3 separate regions of the Mus musculus genome follow, and all the other regions are linked to region 1. A link is a contact called in public Hi-C and promoter capture Hi-C data. All regions are on one chromosome and are shown on one strand. The core of a region is the stretch at or near the end of the contact, and the rest is flanking DNA. Distances in the headings are between cores, read along the strand shown.

Region 1 (3,661 bases), core at 782-3,281:
CAGTTGACAAACACCTTACATAAACAAGCTAAAGGAGGGAAGGTTGGCTGTGGCTCACAGTTCTGAGTATCGTCACAGACCTGATGCAGGAGAGGTTTTAGAGTTCGGCTAGAAGTCTCATGTGCCTCCCCCAGCAGGAAGGACCCATTCTGTGACAGCCTGAGTTCTATAACAGAAAAGGAACAAGGATCAGAAGGGTAGCCACACCCACTCCAGCCAAGCCACACCCTCTTCTCTCCTCATCCTCCCAGGGGCTGTGGCCCCCACCCTCGGAAAGCTCTACATATATCGATCTAGTAGCACAATAAATACATCTTGTTCCTGTGACTTCCGAGTGTAGCTTTGGATGATCCAACACTCCCCTCTCCACTTAAAGTGTATCACCTGTGTGGCCTAGCCCACCCCAGGATCCTAACCTCTGCACCTCTGACATCTGAGGTTCAGCACGCCCTACGTTCCCTGTCTCTATCCATTCCATCCCCTGTGACAACCCAAATGGGAGGGAACCATCGTGCCTCATTGAAGGCTACTATGCCAAATCCAGTCGTTAAGACATTGCAATAGTAAGTTGCCTGCATTTAAACATTTAGCTAAGTTTTTATGGCTACTTATTGCGACATCTCAGTGCATGAACCCCTCCCAGGGGACTGACAGGAGCCACCTGGGGGGAGGTTCACAATGACACAGTGAACCTCTTCTCCACTGAGTGTCCCCCACACTGTGGGGACAGCTCCATACAATGTGCATCTCCCACCTTGGAAGCCTCTGCTGCCCACGAGATTCTGAGCTTGGCCGTATATTTGGATGTAACGCTAAGGGCTTAGGGCCAGCAGGGCCTCATAGACCAAGATGTGATTGACAGCTGTAGATCACAACACAGTTCTCAGTGAGCCCCCCAACAGTAACAGGGACCCCTGCTTTCATCTCTGGGCACCGCTCTCAGCAGCACCTTACACACACTTTCATGTATAAGGAAGCAGGTATCAATGTCATGGCCTGGGAAACTGCGGCTTTCAGCTTCCTATGTGGTGAAGATGGCTTTGAACTCCTGCCCCTGTTGCTCCTGCTTCCTGAGAGCTGGAGTATAGACCGCCATGTCTGGTTTAGTGAGTGCTTTGGGCTGAACCCACAGCTCCATGCCTGTTAGGCAAGCACTCTACCAAAGTCTTAGAGTTCTGAATTAGTAAATGCCCTACTTGACGCCTGCAGCAGTGGGCCCTGTGTCATACTGGCACCGTTCAGACTGCAGCAAAATTGTTGGCAAGGATGGGGACTCTCGGAGAGTTGCTTCATTTGCTTGAGCTGAATCCCACTCTTTCTCACATCTAAGAGGGCTTCACACAAAGAAGTTAAAAAAAATACTTTTCAAACGGCTTAATGTTTCATCGGCCAAGAGGCTTCCTGACAGAGGAGCTGATAAAGCAACTATTAAAGCATTCCCGGTACCCTACGCTGCTGGCCAGGAGAAGTGTTTCTCTCAAGCATCTGAGAGAATGAGGCTCAGCTCTCTTTTAAACTCTGGGCTCGGTTTGGAACCCCGTGATGTCTATAATGTGGACACTGGGATCCCAGAAGATTGGACCAATTTAAAAAGTCTGTGTGGAAATATATGTTCATTACAGATTCTGGCAGAGGCTCTGAGATTGGATGAGGCAGCATAAACTTCAGGGAGGGAACAAAGAGGAAGGGCCAAGCAGTCAGCCACCTTGGATGTGACTCCCTCCAGGGACAGGCCTCACAGATAAATGGAGCCATGCTGGGGAAGGTACCCAGTGCCAAACTCGGGCAGGGACTGTGGGTGTCCTCACAACTGAAAGTTCTATCTGTTAACTACAAGTGTGTGGGGACAGGATGGAGACCGTCTACAGCCCTCAGAGAATCTGACAGTGCCCCTTTGACTGTCACCCACAGAGCAGCCTCTCAGGAAACTTGCAGGGTCATTAGAAAAAGACATTTGGGCATTCAGCAGTGGCCTCCAAGGGCTGTGACCCGTGACAGGAAACAGCTGTGGATGAGGGAGGGAAGTCAGCGCTCAGCTTTCACCCCAGCACATCCTCTGAGGATCCACATCGACCTTCCTCCGAAGCACAGGCTGACATGGGTGTGTTAAGATGTCACTGGATACCCCCAAGGATGCAAAGGCAGCATGAGCCACCAGAAGTCGAGGATTCGAGGAAGCAGCCCCAAGTTAGCTGGGTGTGGTGCAACAGACTTGAACCCCCTGAGCCTTCTCAGAGGCTGAGGTGGCACACCTCAAACTCAGGACAGTCAGGACCACAGGTCAGGTGCAAGGCCAAGTTCCTGGGGAATTTAGACCCTGCCTCAAAAGGAAAAGCTAAAGAGGCTTGGAAATATGGCTCGTACCCAAGTGGGAGAGCACTTGCTGACACTCACACGAGTTCTGTCCTTAGTTAAGAGGTGACAAAGGAAGAGTAAGGACCCCTGAGTGCAAAGTATACCCACTCGCCTGCCTCCCAGGGGCTTCCAGAGTGGCGGCTGTGACTGCTGATGTCCCTGGGTACCAAGGGGAATTCAGCCTTTGGGACTTACAGAACCAAGCTTGGAACCAAGATGGGAGAATTTGCAGGGGTGGGGTGAGTGGAGTCACCTCTTCTCATGGACTCCGAGTTCATTCATCCTCTTTTCCAGGCAAGGAGTGTGAGAACTGGCAGAGTATCACCCACTAACCACCCCACCAGGCAGTGGAATTACAGTGAAACTCTTGAAAACAGGACCACATAAACGGCATGCCCATGTGGACGAGAAAGGTCACATTTAGAAGTTCTATATTGGGTACCAGTGACTCCCGAACACCACCCTCAGGCCCCGGATAACAAGTTTCAGAGGGAGATGTCAGGGAATTTAGATGCCCTGGGTACAGGGTCTGGTAGGATTTTGTTGTTGTTCCAGACACTTTTGAATTTGAAACAAATTGGCTGTTGGTACCCATGTCCTCCACTGTAAACAGTAACGTTCCTCATTTGTTTCTTTCTTTACCCTAAGGACCCCCACATCCCACCACACACACACACACACACACACACACACACACGCACACGCACACGCACGCACACACACACAGTGGAGTGGCGGGGAAGGAAAGAGAAGAACATTTTCTTTGGACTCTAGAATAAGTCTTACTTTATTTTTTATTTTTGTGCATATGTGCATTCATGAGTTTGCATGCAGGTGCCTGTGGAAGCCAGAATGGGACATCAGATCCCGTGGAACGGAAGTTATAAGCAGTGGTGAGCCACCTGCTGTGGGTGCTGGGAACCGAGTCTGGGTCCTCTATAGAAGCACCAAGTGCTCTAACCACTGAGCCATCCCCCCCCCCCCAGACCCCGAGTGAGTCGGAATCCCTCTCGGAAGCTTGTCCACCAAGGCTCCCAAGGAATGTCAGGTAGGGCCCTCACCTAAACGTGCTCTGCACTGGGTAGAGTGCTGTGGTGACTTGAAGGAGTTGTCCCCTGCTGCCTCAGGCATTTGAAGGCTTGGTCCCTGGTGGATGCTGCTGATTGGGGAGGCTTAGGTGGTATGGCCTTCTTGGAGGAAGTGTGTCACTTGAGGTGGTCCTAGGGAGCTTAAAGACTTGCCACTTCTAATTCACTCTTGATGCTTTGTGCTTATGGTCCAGGGTGTAAGCCCCTAGCTTCCTGAC
Region 2 (3,661 bases), core at 653-3,152, 190 kb after region 1:
GCTTGACAAGGGAAGCCACTGGCCCTGTCAGTCAGGGCTGAGCCCCACAGCACCAAGTGTCAGTAGAGATGAGGTCCTGTGCTGGCTGCTGCTCAGTCAGGACGTTTTGCGTAATTGAAAGGCGAAGTTAACAGCAGTAAAGAAAATTAACTCGGATGCCCAACGGTTGGTGAAGCAGAGCGTGGAAAACAAATGGAGCAGAGGCGACAGTGAGCTCAGCCTGTCCCTTTATAAAGAGACAGAGGAACCTGCCTGGGGAGGATGCCTGTGTGGTTAAATCAGGGCTGTGGCTGGGACCAGGACACAGGTTGAAATCAGCTGTCCCCTCTCCAGCTGTGCCCTGCACAGGGCTGCGTTAGGAAGAAGCTCTGCAGCCTGAGAGTGCACAGCACACAGGCACACGGGGACCTGGCGCTACCAGACACACTGGTGGGGCTTAGATCCCTCCATGCTCTGTGGAAGCGTCTCATGGAAGCCACTCCACAGTCCCAGGGGTGACAGCGGGGTCTGTCACTCTCCTACTTCCTGGGTGTCACACTGGGGCAGAAGAACAAGCGCTAAGCTGTATGTAAGCGCCCTGCCTGTGCTCCTGTAGGAACAGGAAGAAAGCCACTCTCCATCCATGTCCCAGAGTGGGGACAGGGAGAGACCCTCTTCCTGTGGAAGCCCCTGTTTGTTCCTGCAGCCTGACCCAGCCTGCTCTTTTCTTATTTGTTCTTTGTTCTAACCAGCCCATCCAGGGCTCAGAGAGGAGATGAATAAGAAGTGTCCTTCTTGGAGACCCCTGGGATGTCTGGTGTTGGAGCTGTATAGCAGTGGTGTGTTTTCTGTCCCTGTGACTTCCACTTTCCCAGTGAAGTAAACAGTACCATGATAAATCTCTCTGCTGCCCCTTCATGTGGGCCACATGGTCAGTGGTAGGTTTTTAAAAAACCTTAGTCAACAAAATTCAACGTTTCTGCTTGGTGAGATTACACTGGCAACTCCTGGGTTGTGTGAGCTACCCTGTGTGTCTAATCCACCACCCTTCCTTTGCTATAAGGATCCAGATTAAGTTCCACCTGATAGTGTGAACCGTCCCCTTGGGTTCCTGGGCTTGACCACCTAGTGTCCTGTCAGCAGCTCTGTTTGGGGGATTTTAGAATCCTTCTATATATAGGGTCTAGTTGGAGGAAGTGAGTCACTTGTGGCTGGGCCTTTCTTAGCCCCACCCCTGGTATAGCAGTCCTGGCTGTTTCCTGAGCCTCTAGGCCAGTGGTTCTCAAACTTCCTAATACAGTGACCCTTTGATACACTTCCTCATGTTGTGGTGACCTCCAACCACAAAATTATTTGTTGCTACTTCATAACTGTAATTTGTTGCTCTCGTGAATCATAACGTATGTATCTGATACACAGGATCTGATATGTGAGTCCCAAAGGGGTCACAACCCATAGATTGAAAACCAGTGCTCTAGGATCTAAGCAAGCAGTGGGAGATTCCGGCAGCCACAGTGGGGAGTCACAGGGGACTCTGCCATGAATGCCTTTCCCACCATGAGAAAGGGCGCTTTGTCACCATGTGAACCCAGAGGAAGCCTTGGTCCCTTAAGGTGTATCTTCCGTGAATGTCACTCAGATGTGTAACTACCTGTGACTGCCACCCTTTGCCCTTGTTAAACTAGGTGGTCATGGCCTGTGGCTGGCCTGGCAGCTTTAATCTTTGGGTTCTTTGCCCACAAGAGTCCAGATGCACTTCATCTGAAGAGTGAAATTCAACCTTATGTCTACTTCTCATCCATATTTATTTGCCCTGAGCTTAAGCACACACCCACTGCTGCCTAAGGTTTGAAAGACCCCCCAACTTCCAGAACCCCCTTCACTTCCTCTCCTTCCCCATCTTTCCCACAAGAAGAGGGCTACAGGAGAGCCACAGACTCCAGAAGCAACACATGACCATTGGCCTCCCCAGAACTTCCTGGGACTTGCCTCACACCCTGCTTTCACGCTCTAGGCTCCTTTCTTTCTCTGGTGATATTTCCTCCCAATAACTCTGAGCTGGAGCAGCCCTGAGCTGGAGAGACTCTGAACTGGAGCAGCCCTGAGCTGGAGCAGCCCTATGCTGGAGGGACCCTGAGCTGGAGCAGCCCTGTGCTGGAGGGACCCTGAGCTGGAGCAGCCCTGTGCTGGAGGGACCCTGAGCTGGAGCAGCCCTGTGCTGGAGGGACCCTGAGCTGGAGCAGCCCTGTGCTGGAGGGACCCTGAGCTGGAGCAGCCCTGTGCTGGAGGGACCCTGAGCTGGAGCAGCCCTGTGCTGGAGGGACCCTGAGCTGGAGCAGCCCTGTGCTGGAGGGACCCTGAGCTGGAGCAGCCCTGTGCTGGAGGGACCCTGAGCTGGAGCAGCCCTGTGCTGGGACCCTGAGCTGGAGCAGCCCTGAGCTGGAGAGACTCTGAATTGGAGCAGCCCTGAGCTGGAGAGACTCTGAGCTGGAACAGCCCTATGCTGGAGGGACCCTGAGCTGGAGCAGCCCTGTGCTGGAGGGACCCTGAGCTGGAGCAGCCCTGTGCTGGAGGGACCCTGAGCTGGAGCAGCCCTGTGCTGGAGGGACCCTGAGCTGGAGCAGCCTTGTGCTGGAGAGACCCCGAGCTGGAACAGCCCCGAGCTGGAACAGTCCCGAGCTGCCTCTCTTGTTAGGAGTGAGCTGGTTTATCTGTGGGTCACGGAGGTGTACTGAGCTCCATCTGCAGATCAGTTAATCGCTAACAAATGTGGGCGAGTTTTCACCCAGCACAGACCACAGGCCGTGTCTCAGACGCTTTGCCAAGCCATTTTGGAGCTGTAAGCAACTGGCCTGCTTCCAAGCTGAATCTGTTCTGGCACACAGAGGCCATGAGCCTGTGAAGCTCTGACTCTGGCACTGGGATTGGGTTCGTGAGGAATCATGAGCCATGAGATGGCCTCCAGTCGGTCAGCAGGGCAGGAAGGGACTAGGACTCAGGATTAGGGGCCGAGTCATCACTGACCTTCACAGCGACCTCTGCACTGGCAGAGGTGGGAAGTGGGGTTTTCAGAACGCCTGCTTCGGTTGCTGGGCACTCTGCTTGGTTAGAGAGATGGTGGTAAGTTTGTCTGCCTCCATTTCCAAGTGGGCCGTCACAGGCATAACGGGGTTGGAGATACCAACAGACCAAAGAAGAAAAGCAACAGCTCGGTTATCACTAAGCCTTTCCATGGCTCACTGATGAGGACGTGAGAAGTTGGTAACCCACACCCCACAGTGACAGGGACTCCCTTTCAGACACTGCCATGAGTTGTCACGACAGCAGCAGTGGTGACTGTGACACCGTGTCGTCACTTCCTGGTGTCCCACACGCTGGCTGCCCTCACTCCCCTTCCCCTGCCTGCTCGTGGGATGCAGCGGATCAGGTGGGCAGGTGGTAGGAGTCAGTTCAAGAGGGTGAACACGACCCTGGAGCTGGAGGGGCAGGAACAATATCCTGGGGCAGGCGTGGCCGAGTGTCCCTTAGCTGAGGGACAGTTTCCTGTTTCCTGTCCTTTACGGTGAGCTCCTCCCGGGCAGTGGAAGCAGATGAGCATCTGCTGAGGTGTGAGAAGACGCTCTGGAAGATGAGAGGTATGCCTAGCCAAAGGCTGCCATGTGCCCTGTGCTCCCTGCATGCC
Region 3 (3,661 bases), core at 395-2,894, 190 kb before region 1:
GTCTCTTACTACCTCTCCGCATCAGGGTGCTGAGCTCAGAACCAGGCCTGCCAGTGCCACTGAGTGAGAGTGACACCTTGGCACATGCCAGCCCCTCCTGCCACCTCTCTGCCTCCTCTTGGCACCTGTCCTCGTCAGTGTGAAGTAGGGAAACCAAGTGTAATGCCTTTATTTGGGTCCTTAGGTTCAAACAGTTAGATGGCATTAGGTTAGTAAACCATCTGTAGCTTTGTTTCTCCACCAGCCCTGGTGTCATTGTCCGAGATCCAGTCAATGTTTAAGAGTCACACGTTTAGCCAGTTGTCCTCCACCCCCAACCACCTCCCCCCGCCCCCCCCCCCCCCAAGGGAGCACAGCTTCATTCTCTGAACTCTCTGTGAGTGAAGCTCACATTTCCAGAAGCACCTGTGGATGGACTTGGCTTCTCAACGTGCTTTGGTCATGATCAGCTCACTGTCCTCGTTTCCATTGTGTGCTGTGTTTTGCCGCTGACACCCGATCTGGCTGGGCGCGGTGAGCCCGCCATGCTTAGGTGTAGGCCACAGTGGTGCTCTTCCCTTAACTTGGAGAGACCTTGATTCTGCCCTCAGCACCCCAGCTCCAGGCCAACTGGTTGGTACCCCCTTTTTATATGGGGAGACAAATGAAGTTTATTATGTTTTTATATTTTCTACTTACTGATTTTTATTGGTGCCAGTTCAAAATTCGGATTTCCTTTTAATAGCCTCTCAGATAATTTGTTGTTTTTACCTGAATTGTCCTTAAATCTTTTTTGGGTCATTCTCTTTGTACTCTTCTTGCCTACCTCGCCTCCACTCCTCCCTGGCCCCTCTTTAAACCTAGGTGTCCTTGGGGCAAATGGTATAAAAGTATTCTTTTCATCTGCTTTTATGATGTGGGGACATTTCCAGTACCTACCTTTTTTTTTTTTTTTTTTTTTTTTTTGCTGAATCCAAAGATATATAAATAAAAATGTATTTTATGAAGATCCAAATGATATTAAGGCAACATGTTTCTTCAAAAATAAATGAAGCTGTACTGTTGCTGTTGGTATCAGAACGCTTTCTCTCTAAACTGTGCCCCTGTCATTAACAGGCCTACCCGGTTCATCAGCATTAGATGCTGAGGTGGGTCGGGGCCAGAGGCAGTGGGTACTAGGGCACATAATTGGCTTGATTCAGGGGTAGGTGCAGCTGGACTGTGCAGAGAGTTTCCAGTTTACAACACGCCAGTCCAGTCCCTTTCTATCTGCAGTAGAGTGTTACCAGGAGCAGACCTCTAGGTGAGCTCGAATCTGGCCCTGCCATGAAGCAACAGGTGTGTTTACCTCCAGTGCAGGCGATTAAAAACAGGGCGGTGTTTTGTTTTTCTCTTGCCTCCTCCCTTTTTCTCTTCTTTTGAAAATAAGGAGTTCTGAAGAAGACGGAAATGTCACTCCAAGAGCAGTAAATTCTCAGGAACTGACCGACACCACTGAGAACACATTTGGGGTTAATCACATTTATATAAGTGTCACTTAAGATGGTGTCATTCTTTACACCGCAAGGAATGGAAACCATTCGGTGACTCAGTTGGGTGAGCTTTGGATGCCTTGCCGACTGTCTGGATGCTCTTGTAAATAAAGGTTTCTATTTAAGCCTCCGCCTCCGCATGCTTTTCCTCTCTCCACACCCAGGGCAGGGGTGAAAGCGGGATAAGGAGTGAGGAGGACACTGTGTCTGCGAGGTCGGAACAGTTCGTTCTCCTGGGAGCCTGGAAAACTGTGGGATAGTTTAGACCAGTGGTTCTCCAGCATCCCTATTGCTGCAACCCTTTAATTATGTTCCTCATACTGTGGGGCTCCCCAGCCACCGGTCTGCTACTGTTGCTACTTCTTAGCTGTGACTTCGTTACTGTTGTGAACTGTAACATTTAAATGTGCTCTCTGATGGCCTTAGGGACCCCTGTGAAAGGGTCGTTGGAGCCCCAGCTTGAAAACTGCTGGTTTAGAGAAATGTGAGCCCCCTCTGCTGAGTCGGGTTGGGCTGACATTTCCACCCCCACCTCCGAAGCTCTGACAGCTGCTTTCTGGCAGCCATATTGACCAGGTTACCCTACCTGGATGAACAAAGGGTTGGTGCAGTTGGATGCTTTGCTTCACAGATCGATGCCCCAAAGCTGGTGAGACTTACCTATGAGGTCCCTTGAATCGGAGAGGTTTACTATTAATGTATTACCCTCTGCTTCTCCAACCCTCAGCTGAAGGTCGACAACATCTTGAGTGCTTCAAGAAAAAAATGATAATAATAAAGAGCAAAAAAGTCCCAAGATAGCCTTTTACAAAAATTCAAAGATTTTTTTTTTCATACCAATAGCTAGACATTGGCTGGGGGCAGGAACACTGTAAGATGGTACTTATACTACAAAACTTTACAAATACAATGTCATTAAAACACAGGACACACATCAACTTGGGGTTTCGGTACCTTAGAAAAACATCAGTTCTGGGATGGATAACAAAGGAACGAATCCCGGGCAGGAATAAATGTCTGAAAGCTCAAGGGATTATCCTTGATCCTAGCCACAGCGTTTATTGACACCGCGACTCTTGAAAAGCGGGATTTCATATTAGTGAGATTCCCCTACAATTCCCTGTGTTGGTTACGTGTGAGCGGTCATGTATGTGGTGAAGGCAGCTTCTGAGCCAGCCAGGTCAACCAGCCTGGTGAATGGTACTGTTTTGTGCTATAGACTTTGTCAAGACTGTGAGGTTGACAGCACCTGGGATGTCCGTGCTTTCTCCAAAGAGTAAGAAGGTTAAAACAAGCTTGCTTCCCTAGATGACTGGGGGAGGGGTGCAGGGGAGGAGTGGGCGAATCCCAGCAATTTCCATCTCTGGAGGAAGTGTCCATGGAAATTAGTTCCTTTGTCTTTGTGAGCCTCTGAAAGGGTGAGCAGAGACTCCAGGTGTGAGCACGCATCCCAGAGCAGCCAGTGAGGTTTGATCCAGAGCAAAGCAGGGCAAAGAAACTGAGCATCGGAAAGTCCAGGCGCTGTCCTCCAGGATTTCCTGTCCCAAGAGCAGGCCCTGCCTTCTGTCAGGTCTCCCAGTTCCAACATTCATCTTCTGGGAATCGGGTGTTTTTTGCATGGCCTGGGCAGCCACACGAGGCCCCTGGTTTTGGAGGTTCCTCTCTCTATGGCCGCTTAGCCTTCCCAACCTTCCCATAGCTGTCCCCTGCAGAACAAAGTGCACATCAGCCTGTGATTACAGTGTTATCTGGATTTAAGTCAGCCCCACACTGCAAGCGTTGCCTCAAGGATGTGGCTGATGCAAAGGAGTACTTAGGCCGTAAGGAAAAGAACTGCTCTTTTGAGAGAATCTGGCAAAGAATTTGGACCCCTTGGGGAACGATTGGCTCTTCTCCCCACCCCACCCCCTAACCCCCTTAGACATGAGGTCAAGTGCAGGTTGCTGCAGTCTGCACATGGCCCTTGACAGCCATTCTGCTGAGAGGGACACACCCTGTCAGCGCTTCTGCAGCCACATCCTTCAAGGTGTCTGTCACCTGTAGTACTTCTCAGCGCTACATAATAGCTCAAGCCCCCAGACTTACAGAGAGAACAGCAACTTATGATTGGCGTTAATTTGAAATATGAAATGTATTCACATTATCTTATA

Evidence for each region. Hi-C and Micro-C count contacts between places; a contact is called where the count stands out from the background. Capture Hi-C pulls out chosen DNA fragments and counts their contacts.
Region 2: a contact with region 1 is called in a Hi-C map of bone marrow-derived macrophages, with 34 read pairs. The contact joins the promoter of 5031425F14Rik here to the enhancer-like site in region 1. A contact is called at or near these places in 4 of 484 Hi-C or Micro-C datasets (bone marrow-derived macrophages, brain, cerebral cortex and 1 more), 4 of 115 datasets of contacts at active chromatin or transcription factors (SST interneurons, embryonic stem cells and neural progenitor cells) and 2 of 9 other capture datasets (embryonic stem cells and embryonic tail).
Region 3: a promoter capture Hi-C map of adipose tissue shows a contact between it and region 1. The contact joins two enhancer-like sites. A contact is called at or near these places in 4 of 484 Hi-C or Micro-C datasets (bone marrow-derived macrophages, cortical neurons, embryonic stem cells and 1 more), 1 of 115 datasets of contacts at active chromatin or transcription factors (embryonic stem cells) and 3 of 9 other capture datasets (adipose tissue, embryonic stem cells and liver).

What each region holds. Positions count from the first base shown.
Region 1 is chr2:166,260,015-166,263,675 of GRCm38.p6, forward strand. No RefSeq gene overlaps it. Among named protein-coding and RNA genes, the nearest start is that of Gm11468, 12 kb to the right of the region's middle. Within about 2 kb of position 2,032, at least 42 of the 459 cell types and tissues checked have an H3K27ac peak or open chromatin away from gene starts, as enhancers often do. A contact at or near this core is called in adipose tissue, bone marrow-derived macrophages, brain and 2 more, where this site is marked.
Region 2 is chr2:166,445,549-166,449,209 of GRCm38.p6, forward strand. It overlaps 5031425F14Rik (RIKEN cDNA 5031425F14 gene), which reads left to right and starts at 1,903. Exons shown (of 3, transcript NR_015558.3): 1 at 1,903-3,099.
Region 3 is chr2:166,071,602-166,075,262 of GRCm38.p6, forward strand. It overlaps Ncoa3 (nuclear receptor coactivator 3), which reads left to right. Exons shown (of 23, transcript NM_008679.3): 23 at 1-1,641. It overlaps Sulf2 (sulfatase 2), which reads right to left. Exons shown (of 21, transcript NM_028072.5): 21 at 2,298-3,217. The coding sequence ends at 3,187. Among named protein-coding and RNA genes, the nearest start is that of Gm52534, 47 kb to the right of the region's middle. Within about 2 kb of position 1,645, at least 25 of the 459 cell types and tissues checked have an H3K27ac peak or open chromatin away from gene starts, as enhancers often do. A contact at or near this core is called in adipose tissue, where this site is marked.